Linked DNA regions of Ovis aries: region 1 is linked to region 2. A link is a contact called in public Hi-C data. All regions are on one chromosome and are shown on one strand. The core of a region is the stretch at or near the end of the contact, and the rest is flanking DNA. Distances in the headings are between cores, read along the strand shown. Region 1 holds the start of TMCO3 (transmembrane and coiled-coil domains 3). Region 2 holds the start of PCID2 (PCI domain containing 2).

Region 1 (5,666 bases), core at 2,671-5,170, 140 kb after region 2:
TAAAAAAAAAAAGGAATGCCATTTTCAGTTGATTTTTTAAATCTAAATAGATTAAAATTATACACAGTATATTTTCAAAAGTAAAAAATGAAAACAATAAACAAGAAGTCAAAGTCTAGGAAGTTCATGTCAGTATCTGTTTAGATGAGGATTCTCACCTTCTGCGCTCTATTTCTTTGAGTTTTGGAAACATAAGAGTAACCTCAGAAGCTGCTAGAAAGAAAAAATAAGTCAGCTCTTGAGCCTCTGCCGCCTTCCCACTCAGCAGACCTGACGCCTGATGCGGAGCTCGGAGCCCGTGGAGCTGTCTGGATCTGCAGACTCGCCGTGCAGACTTGTTTGGCGGCATGACTGTGTTTTGATAGGGAAAGCGCCATTCTAAGTGCCGATTTCAATAAAAATAACCAGTCTCCAACTGACAACACAAGGTCTCTCTGCCAAGAGCTCTTCCAGAAGCTTCTGCCACTGGCACTGTGGCAGGACTCTGGCACCACCAACCGTGGCGGGCAGGGTGACCTGTACCTCCTGTCAGAACTACTCGGACGATGTGGAATAGTTCTCAAGCAGCCTTCTCACCAGGTACTCCTGCCCAGTGAAGTGCTGGGGAAAAGTACTCTCGTAGCAGGCGTAGCCCCCTAGCCTGGACACCAAGCCTCCCACCAGTGACTCCCCACAGCTGACCCAGGCCGCGTACAGGAGTGCTTGCTGCCCATCAGCCTTTACTCTGTGTGCCTTGTTCCACCCCAGCCTTGAGCCATCAGCAGCCACGTTCCGATTAAACCAACTAAACCGTGTAGCTGACCGTCAGCAAGGGAGGGGATTGTGCTCCTAGCGCGGCACGTGGCTGGAGGCCTTGGGACACGGCATGGGAAGCTCCCAACCGCCACCCCGGCGCCCTGGCCGTGCGGCGCCTTGGCGCCCTCGCCATTGTTCCTGTTATACAGCCGCTCCAGTTTCTTCCTGTCCATGGAGGGCCTCATGGCTCCCCTGTGAGCCCGCTCGGGCACTGGGAGCAGCTGTCCGTGGCCAGGCCTGGTGGCTACCTGCTCTGCTCTAAGCAGCGGGTGGCACTTCTCTTGCCAGCCTGGGTAAATGCCATGAGCTGGCGGACCTTGTCCTTCTGAGATGATTTAAGCTTATGCTCTGGGAAGCGAAAGCAGCAGGAAAGCCACTGAGGTCGGCCCAGAGAGCCGTTATGGCTCAACCACTAGCACCTACGTTGCATCCGGACTTAACTTCTCCTCAGTGACCGGACTGCACTTCAGAACCACAGAAATACAAAGCTTTGTTGCCCATCGGATAAAAACACTGGACAGCCTTCTGAAAATTCAAATGACGGCATCTATATAGTAACAAATACGGAAAGTTTAAACTCCCCAAATTAGAAATATCAGTAGTCCATGCAAGATACATTTTGATCTTTATCTGGTTCCCTTCGCATGAAGTAGGATGCTGCCTTTTTCCCTCTGAGTCTCAGTGAAATCCCCCTTTATAACACACATGTGCCATCTGATGAAGTGAGGCCAGAGGGTAACCCGAGGTCTGACCACAGCACCACAGCCCCCGGTGGGTCCTCCTCAGGTTCAACTAATCTCAGGCCCTAATGACCAGAAGAAGGCCCTTGAGATTTAGAAACATCATTGTTTTAAGCCTTCCTCTGTCTAAAATTAGCAGAACACTGATGAAAACACACACACACAAAATTGTGTGAAAAGTAACTTATAAAAGCTTCAAAAGCAGGCACAAAAAGCCCGTGATGATTACGCAAAGATACTAATAATGAGAAGTTCATGTACATGAGACAGAAATAAAATGGAAAAATAGGGCAGAGGCTGTGGGTGGGTAGTAAATAACAACACTGCCCCGTAACCGCACTATATATAGTATATGATGAAACCAAACAGTCTTCTGATGCTTCCAGACACCGGAATGGTTAAGGTTTTATTTATTGAAGGTAACCTGATGAAAACGACAGCAGAAATGACAGTGATTCACCAAGGCTGTAAATCAAAACAGACGCTAGGGCCTTCCCTGACAGTCCAGCGATCCAGACACCACGCTTCCACTGCAGGGGGCACACGTCTGATCTCTGGTTGGGGAACTAAGATCCCACATGCTGCGTGGTGTGGACAAACTGTCCCCCCAAAGCAAAACCAGACCCATCTACTGGACGCTAATACTTTATAAAAAACAATAATATGACAAAGGGGAAAATTTTACTTTTAAAAGGATTTATACTGTTTTGTTCAAAAAAAGATGACATAGTTCACAGAAGCACATAGAATAAGCTGTAACTTACGAAAACATGTAGTTGGAAAACAAGATGTCGATGAAGTTAGGAGGAAAAAAGACAAAAAAAGCCAGAGATAAGACACAGACACGCATACCATATATAAGAGCTGAAAGCTGAAAATTAGGCTCTGAGCTTCTCAGCTGCCAAACAAAGTCCAGAGGGGACAGTTGATCTCACCACCTTCTTCAGCTCTGGAGCAGCAGGAGCTGGGCCATTTGGAGGTCATGCCTAAAAGATAAATTAATAAAGGTCCGTAAATCCACAGGACCACGGCCTACATTTCAAGCTCTGATGGACTTCACTAAGGCTCACCATGCCAAGGACATTAAATTATTATCCACGGCTTTTAAGGGAAGTGGGTGGGCTTTCCCTACATTTCATTGTCTTATCCTCCTAAAATGTCCAAAATTTTTATTAAAAATGTGGATAATCTAGGAGAAACATCAGATAAATTCTCTAACCTTTGGCAAAGGTCTCAAGCCTCTTCACTGTGACCTTGTGAAGAGCCACTTCTGCGATGTGGGCACCAAGACTGACCACATATCGAACGAAGATACGCCCGTAAAGTGCCCTTCCAGAGACACCGAATACAACACAATCTCTTAGGGTCGCTTCCAAGGGGCTGACCCAGTTAAGGGTGTAGGCTGAGTCACCCTGATGGTTCTGGGCTCAGCAGGTGGTGGTGGCGGCGGCGGCGGGGGAGGGGGCCAAGGAGTCAGACCCAAGTGCCCCCTTCACTCTCCCGCCTCTGCAACCTGTTCAGAAGGCCAGGCGCCTGCCCACGCAGCCCCTTCCCTTGGGGAGCCGGGGCGCGGTCTCTGCTTTCCGGACCTGCCGGAGCCCTCCCGGCGCTGACCGGACTTTCTCCATCTCCTCCTCCGCGGCGGCTCTCCCCACCGGCAGGGTGTGTGCTCAGGCCGCCGCCGCCCCTGCACCCGCCGCCTGGACCCCCTCGCCCGCCCGGAGCCCTCTCCCAGGATCCCGCTGCCCGGAGGGAAGGCTGCCGCAGCGCGGCCGGCTGCGCCCTCTCCCCGGCCGCCTTCCGACTCCTGCGGGCGCCGCGGCCTGCGCCCGCCGCACCTCTGGACGCCCGGCTCGCACCGAGGAGCCGCGGCTGAGCGTCCCCCGGCCCAGCGTCTGACGCCGCCCCCGGCCCCCGGCCGCGCAGAAGGGGCTGGGGCCCCGCGCCCGCGCCGGCCGCTCCGCCGGGCCTCGGCCCCAGCTCGCGGGCCCGCGTCTGTCTCGTCGGCCCGGGACCCCGCTGGCCGCACACGGAAGCCCCCGCCGCCGCGCCGCCGCAGCGCGCAGCCCGAAGGCTCCGGAAGCCCCTCCGTCGCTCCCCCGCCCCGGGCCCCGCCGCCGGTCTCCGACCCGGCCCTGCCCCCGCCGGCGGCCCGCGCGCCACCTCCCTCGCCGCGCATGCGCCCCGGCTCGCGCCCGCCTCGCCGCCCGCGCCGCCCCCGCCCCGGCCGCAGCCCGGACGACGCCCGGGGACGCAGGACCCCGACTCCCGGCGTGCCCCGCGCCGCCCGGGGGCCGCCGGGATCCAGGCCGCGCTCGGCCTCCGACTCCCGGCGTGCAGCGCGCCGCCCCGCCCCGGGCCGGGGACACCGCGCCCCACCTCCTTAAAGGAGCCGCGACGCCCTCTCGGCCGCGTCGGCGCGGAGCGCGTTCGGGAGACGGCGGGCAGAGCGGGCCCTCCGGGCGCCTGACCTGGGCCCCGCCCCGGGGGCGGCCCTGCCGCCTGGGAAGGGATGCGGAGAAGTCGCCTCCCTGTCCTCCCCTCCGGAGAGCCGGACCCAGGACGCGCCGCGGCCGGAACGTCCGGGTGAGCGCTGCGCGGCGTCCGGGGCCGGGCCCTCTAGTGCGGCCCTCACGGCTCCCTTCCCCTCCCTGCCCGGGGGTCTGGGCTCCCCTCCCCCGGGGGTCTGAGCTTCTCTCTCCCCGGGGTCTGGGCTCCTCTCCCCCGGGGCCTGGGCTCTGGGGTCTGGGCTCCTCTCTCCCCGGGGTCTGGGCTCACCCACCGGGGGTCTGGGCTCCTCTCTCCCCGGGGTCTGGGCTCCCCTCCCCGGGGCCTGGGCTCCTCCCCTCCCCGGGGGTCTGGGCTCCCCCTCCCGGGGGTCTGGGGTCTGGGGTCTGGGCTCTTCTCTCCCGGGGGTCTGGGCTCACCCACCGGGGGTCTGAGCTTCTCTCTCCCCAGGGTCTGGGCTCCCCTCTCCCCGGGGTCTGGGCTCACCCACCGGGGGTCTGGGCTCCCCCTCCCGGGGGTCTGGGCGCCTCTCCTCCCGGGGGTCTGGGCTCCTTTCTCCGCGGGGGTCTGGGCTCTGGGCTCCTCTCTCCCCGGGGTCTGGGGTCTGGGCTCCTCCCTCCCGGGGGTCTGGGCTCCTCCCCTCTCTGGGGGTCTGGGCTCCCCCTCCCGGGGGCCTGGGGTCTGGGGTCTGGGCTCCTCTCTCCCCGGGGTCTGGGCTCCCCTCCCCGGGGTCTGGGCTCACCCACCGGGGGTCTGGGCTCCTTCCTCCCTGCGGGGGGTGGTCTGCTCCTCCCTCCCAGGGCCTCTGTTCTCTCCGCTTCCTCCCCAGGGCACTCTGTCCGCTCTCGGGGTTCCACCCCCCAGGCTTTGTGCTGAGGACGGTGCTGCACCTGAGCGCCTTTTCGAGGCCCGCGCACCTGGCAGAGGATGCAGGGCGGATGCGGGACGGGGAGGGCGCGATGGGAGCGCGGGCGGGGGCTGTGGACGTAGCGGGGTTGGGCTGTCCACACCCCCCTCCCCCCTCTCCCCCATACCCCAGCCAGATCCTGGGCTCAGGCGTGCGAGGAGCCGCCCCGCCCCGCCCCTTCCTGCGGGACCTCACCTGGGAGCTCACACGTGTTTGTCCAGGGGTCACGCGGCCTCCGGGTCCCTTGAGAAGGAGGCACAGCATGGCCCCCAGTCAATGTGTGGCTCAGGGACAGCCCCCAGCCCGCCTTCGGGGAGCTACTCCGAGGAGGGGATGTCGAAGGCGGCTGCGAGTCACGGGACAGGTGCCAGTAACTGGATTGGCACCTGCCCAGAACACTGGGTTTTGTACAGTTTAATTAGCATTACATATTTTAACATTTGTTATTGTCCATAAGAATTTTCTGTCCTCCCTGTTTTGCTTTTTAAATTCATTTTCCAGTTCTTTAGTGATTAGAAATGAACCATAAGTTGTATTTACAGGATTATAAGTGCTTTACCTTTTAACAAATAGAATTTACATCACCTAACTTGTTAAAGTGTAAAACAGGCTTTTCAGGTAAGGGAAAGGGAAGTCGCTCAGTCGTGTCCGACTCTTCGCGACCCCATGGACTGCAGCCCACCAGGCTCCTCCGTCCATGGGATTTTCCAGGCAAG
Region 2 (6,149 bases), core at 2,545-5,044:
GCTTACCGTAAGTGAGCTGCAAACATTTCGTCATAAGGGGGCTCCAAGACTTGTTGACACTTCTCTTCTGGAGAGGCCATCTGCGTGCCAATAAGAAAAACGGTAAAAAGAAAATTAACTGGGACAGAAAGAATGCAATGCGAAGGAAGAGATTCAGACAAACCTTTGTTTCAAGAGGATTTACACTTCACAGGTGCAGCAGCTCTTCACACTTTAGCAGTTCAAAAAGCGGTTCATTACCTCCACACGCCTATGCAGCCCGACCTGCACACAGATGAACGCGGTCTGCCCTGTCTACCACAGGTCAGGAAGCACTCTAGGCATGCTCACAGATGTCTTTGTGTATTTATTAAGCAGCTACTACATGCCTAACAAAGGTAGCTAGGTCGTGTGAGGTCGAAGGAGCTGGAGACGATGCCTGGGGGGAGGGGAGGTGGGGGGTCGTCACCCCCTGCTGCCAGACTGCCCACTCAGGAGTGCTGGGAGACGGCAGACACTCACCTGCTGCCTGCCCTCTCCTCTCAGTGGCCAGATTTTTGATAATGTGTAACAGGACGGCCTAAACAAGAAAGGGACTCGGGGATGCTACTCTGGCACCGTAACTATACTTGCGTATCCAAGTCAAGAAAAGTGAAAGGGGCGACGACAACACGGGCAAGGTCGCCGCTCCACAATCTCTGATGCAATGACGGGCGGACAAAGGCTGCCAGTAAAGGGACCGCTGACGGAAGGTTAGGAGTTTTGTGACAAAGGGGTCAGCCTCAGGTCACATATGAGCCAGCAGATGTGTTCCAGGGGCTACCTGCCAGCAAGCTGAACCTGAGACCCACCAAGACTCCAGGCACTCTCTTTCAAAAGAAAAGTTTAGCTCCCGGACAGAACATACTCCAATGCGTCATGGCAGTCGACGAGGAAGTAGGCATTACTTCAACAAGGTTTCAACAGTGCTTTCCACGGAAGCTTCTACGTGGATACCATCTATCTTCTGAACCAGGGATGCTTACATTTGAGGGCAGGGGCTGGCAGACATTCGCATAAAGAGCCAGCCAGGAAATGCTGCAGGCTCTGCGGGCCCAGGTCTGCCTCCAAAGCCACAGGTGGTGGGCGTAAGACCTCCCCGGCAGCACCACCGCACAGCTGTGGGCTTCAGGGACAGACAGGCCTGCCCGAGCCTGAGCCCACCGCCTGTCCGCTGATCACCCCACCACCCTGCTGCGCTTCTCCAAGCCCTGGAGAGTCCTGCGGCAATCACAGGCAGGAAGAAGCACAAACCTCCGCACGGGCTCTGAGGCACAGTGCTCCGTTAATGCTCAATAAACGAACTGAAATTAGGCAAATCGCGAAGGAGCCTGGCGATTTTCAAACAAGAGCGGCAAGTATTCTTCCCACTCACACCCTAAACTTAGGAAGGTGGTGACCCAGTGACCCTCTCAGACACGTGTGTGTGTGGCCCCCACACCTACCTGAAGCCGCGGGTTGGCAACATGAGGATGCTTGAAAGACACCAGCTCTGCAAGGGACGCCCCATCTCTGGTGTCAATTGCTTCACAGACCTGAAGCATTTGGAGAGAAAAGGGCTGTTACGTGGAAAGTAACACACTTAACCCCAAAAGAACCAAGGCAACACGCTGCAGCGCTTTCCCTGCTTTGAGAGCGTGGAGGCGTAACCAGCACCCTCCACAGTGAGCAGACAATCACTGCGCTTCAAAATGAGATCAGGCAAACAGGTGACGCACTGCTAAAACAATGAAAAAGTGGAATCACCCAGTAGTTCATTATCTGCTTATTAAGGAGGGTTAGTTATTCCAGCTTACTCACACTAATAAACATTTGAAGATCCACTCACATAGCTTACAAAAAAGAAAAACAAGCTTGAAGATCACATATGTCCAAAATGCCAGCATCCAAGAAACTAACCGGAGATCTCACGAGCTTACGAAGGTGAAATCAAACCCCAGACCCAAAAGCCGACGGAAGTTATCAGAGGCCACGGGAAATGCAAGACACACGGACTGTCCACAGGTGGCCCTGGCCAAGGAGGCTGCAGAGCCGTGAGTTAAGCCCAAGCCGTCAGGGCCCCTGAGATCCAAGACGCAGCAGGTTCTGATGGAGACAGGAGGTGGGCGAAACCTGGGCTGACAGAGACAGTGAGCCTGGTGTCGGAGCACGGACTCTGGGGCCAGGATTCCTGGTGTGAATGTGTCACCTACTTGTACAGTGACCCTAGAGAGTCACCTAAGCTGCTCCGTGAAATGGGGTTTGTAATGGCTCGACCTCCTAGGAAAACAGTGATGGTGGCAAGCTACCTCCCCTAACTCTGCAGCTCAGTGTGGGCAAGAAAATTGTGAGAAATATAAAAATGTACAGAAAACACAACATTTATATACAAAAGATATAAAAAAGTACAAACTTCTAGAGAGATTCTATATCCACATTGGTTTTCCAATGTCTGTGTTCTTATTCAACTTTATATAAAAACTGATATTGAAAAATGTTAACTGCAAAGATAAGGCCAAAGTAGACATATCCTTAAAGAAAAAGTCTTAGGCATCAACCAGAAGACCGCAAACGAATGTATTATATTTGCAAGCTTTAAGTTAAAACAAAAGCATGTATTTGTATTTTCATGATTCTCGTTTGAACCAGTTTTCTCAATGAACCATTAACCATTACGTTAATGGTTCCAAGCTTGTTATACTATATTCAGCTGCCAACTAGATATCTTTGCCTGGTTGTCAACAGACACCTCCAACACAACACGTCCAGAACAATTTATTTTTACTTCCAAATCGGTTCTGCTCATCTACTGTAAAGCTAGAAACCTGGGAATGAATCCTGATTCCTCCCGGAGCCGGAACCACACTAAGTCCTGGCAGTCTTCAGATATTTTTTAAAGGCCATGTGCCGCCCCTCCCTTTCCTTAATCCTGTCACCAGGGTTCTAGCCCTGCGAATGAGCACAGCCCAGAGGAAAGACTGTGTTCGTCGTTCAGCCGTGTCCCAGTTTTGGCGGCCCCATGGACTGTAGCCTGCCAGATCCCTCTGTCCATGAGATTCTCCAAGCAGGAATACTGGAGTGGGCTGCCATTCCCTTCTCCAGGTGATCTCCCCGAACCAGGGATCAAACCTGGGTCTCCTGCGTTGCAGGCGGACTCTTTACTGTCTGGGGCACCAGGGAGGCCCTTACAGTGTTTATGCCACGCTGTGCTTAGCCGCTCAGTCGTGTCTGAGTCTTTGGGACCCTATGGGCAGTAGCCAGCCAGGCTCCTCCGTCCATGGGATTCTCCAGGCCAGATACTGGAGTGGGCTGCCATGCCCTCCTCCAGGGGATCTTCCCCACACAGGGATCGAACCTGAGTCTCCTGCACCGCACGCGCATTCTTTACCGTCTGAGCTATCAGGGAAGCCCTGCTTCCAGCAAAGACTGTCGGCTTTCGATCCGTCGATGGCTGTGTTCGCGCTGTGCTCCTGCGTCTACAGGCTGTGTGGACACAGCCCCGAGAGACGCAAGCCCGCGGGGCGCGGCCCGCTCGCAGGCGGGCCCCGGCTCTCCGCGTCCCCAGCTCCCACCGCCCCTACCCCGAGGGCGCGGCCGGCCCCCGGGACCCACGTCGGGTCTGCCTGCCGCCCGGCGGCCGGCGGCGCGGGCGCAGCCGGCGAAAAGAGTCCCTCCGCGCGGCCACCCCTCCGCCCGGCCACCCCTCCGCCCGGCGCGGGCCGCAGACCGGGAACCCCACCTGCTGCAGGTACTGGTTGATGGTGATGTGCGCCATGGCCGCGCCCGCGCCGCCGCCGCGCGTCACTTCCGGGCCGCGGTCCGGCCCCGACCCCGCGCCCCCGGCCCCGCCTTCCGCGCGCGTTGGTTCCGGAGGCGGTGTGTGCGCCGCAGCGCGAGCCCCGGGCCGGCATGGCGGCGCGCCCGGGCTGAGGACCGCCGGGGGCTGCGCTGCGACTGCCCTCCCCGCTCGCGCGACCGCCCCCTCGGCGCCGCGGAGCCCGGGCCCGCCGCCCCCTCGGCGGCTGCGGGCTCCTCACGGGCTCCTCACGGGCCGGGCCGCGCGGGCTCCTCGCGGGCTCCTCGCGGGCTCCTCACGGGCTCCTCACGGGCCGCGCGGGCTCCTCGCGGGCTCCTCACGGGCTCCTCGCGGGCTCCTCACGGGCCGCGCCGGGGCGTTCGGTCGCGGGCCGGGCCGCGCGGGCAGAGCGCGCGAGCCGGGCGGCGGTTGGGCCGGGGAGGCGGCGGCGGGAGGCCGGGCCGGGCCGGGGCGGGCGCCGCCATGGCGGACGAGGGCCCCCGGAAGGGCAGCTTCTCGGCGCTCGTCGGGCACACGAACGGCCTCACCAAGCCCGCGTCCCTCGCCGCGGCCGCCGCCACCGCCAAGCCCGGCGGCGCCGGCGGCTCCAGGAAGCTCGTGATCAAGAACTTCCGAGGTGGGTGCGGGCCGGCCGGGCGGGCGCCGCGGGGCCCGAGCGCTGGGCGGGCGGCGCGGTCCCCCCTGCGGCGGCGCGGCCCCGGGCGGGCGCTCGGGCGGGCGGCCTCCCCGCCGGGGGCGGCTTCGGGCAGCTCGCAGCGCGGAGGGGAGGGTAACTCTTCCGCGGCCTCCCGCTTGGGAAGTCCGCTCGTTGAGTGAAAGAGCACTGAGATTTTTATGCCTTCCCCTCGCGCTCACAGCGACCGTCTTCGACGTGTTTGCTTAGTGAAACGAAGGCGGAACGGCTGCAGAGTCTGTAACCCGAGGGATTTATAAACATGGCACCTTGTACGGGGAAAACAATGGCCCGCGTTCCTTAGCTGTGTGTCTTTGAAGTACTTTTTTCGTAGAGTGGTTTTTTAAAGACGTGTGATTGTTGGCATGGGTGCCGTTACCTACTGACTGTGTCTGCACTTACAGACAGACCTAAATTGCCTGATAACTACACTCAGGACACCTGGCAGAAGCTTCATGAAGCGGTGAAAGCCATACAGAGTAGCACCTCCATCCGCTACAACCTGGAAGAGCTCTATCAGGTAAGCGTCCACAGGCGGCCAGGAGCAGAGCTCCATAGCAGGCTCGCTGAGATGGAAGCCTTCCCTTCCCTTAGGGTGCTGGCATCCTGCTTTCCGCTTACCTGACTTTTTTATAGTTGTCTAAATTGCACCGTAATCCAGCTCCGGTGAAACGTGACGCAGCCGTGGATTCTGTGGTCCCCAGTGTTGTTTCAGAGACAGTAGAAGAGGGAATAGAGTCCAAGTATCTGCCTCCACCAGAAACAGCAGGAGCTCTGTGGCATCCTGTCCCAAGTCAAGGACTGTTTTCTGGTTTTGGTGGTTGTGGGATTTTCATTTCATTTTCAGGCTTAAGCTGTTGAAAGGTACTTAAATTTAACCCATTTATAGGAGAGAAACGTGTTTCCAAGAGCCATAGGACATTTTCCAAATATGCAGCAGATTATCATCCATTATGTTGTGTGTGAAACTCTTACCTACGCTTTAGGCGATAGAATAGCATTTCTGTTAATATCTAGCTTCTCTATTAAGAGGCTTGAGTTCAAGTTTTTTTCTCTAGGAGGGTTTGGGGGAGGATGGGTACATGTATGTGTGTGGCTGAGTCCCTTTGCTGTTCACCTGAAAGTTCAGCAGCGTCATTAATTGGCTTTACCCCAGTGCAACATGAAAAGTTTACAGTTGGATACTTGTAAAAAATAAGCAAAACCTTTTCATGTTTACATGAGCAATTACATTATAAAAATTATGGAAACTGCAGAAAGTACATGGAAGGAAATGAAAATCCCTGATATTCCTATCACCCAAAGAAGACTGCTGTTGACAGTGAACATATGTGAACATATGTGCCTTCTTTGTCTTAAGTTTAAGTCTGTTGTGTGTTTTAACCACTTAATTAAGCTATGGAATGTGTCCTTGAGTAAGTTTTATCAGACGTGTCCACTTGCAGAACATTCTGTCACCACAGACAGTGCCCAGAGGCCCCTGTGCGGCCAGCCATCCCTCCTCACTCCCAGCCCTTGGCAATCACTGACTTGCTGTCTGTTGGTACATTCTGCCGTTTCTAGAACCTCATCTAAATGGAACCGTGCCTCTCGCGGTCTCTCGTACCTGGCTCCTTTCACTTAGGGTAACGCTTCTGCACTGCGTGTGGGCCTTCTGACAGT

Evidence for each region. Hi-C and Micro-C count contacts between places; a contact is called where the count stands out from the background.
Region 1: a Hi-C map of hypothalamus shows a contact between it and region 2, with 2.0 times the contacts expected there. The contact joins the promoter of TMCO3 here to the promoter of PCID2 in region 2. A contact is called at or near these places in 2 of 16 Hi-C or Micro-C datasets (hypothalamus and muscle).

Annotation. Positions count from the first base shown.
Region 1 is chr10:86,015,816-86,021,481 of ARS-UI_Ramb_v3.0, forward strand. It overlaps TMCO3 (transmembrane and coiled-coil domains 3), which reads left to right and starts at 3,921. Exons shown (of 12, transcript XM_060394241.1): 1 at 3,921-4,121.
Region 2 is chr10:85,879,743-85,885,891 of ARS-UI_Ramb_v3.0, forward strand. PCID2 (PCI domain containing 2) reads right to left here and starts at 3,795. Exons shown (of 14, transcript XM_015098276.4): 1 at 3,737-3,795; 2 at 1,464-1,553; 3 at 7-80. The coding sequence starts at 3,772. CUL4A (cullin 4A) reads left to right here and starts at 3,876. Exons shown (of 19, transcript XM_027973819.3): 1 at 3,876-4,430; 2 at 4,892-5,007. The coding sequence starts at 4,277.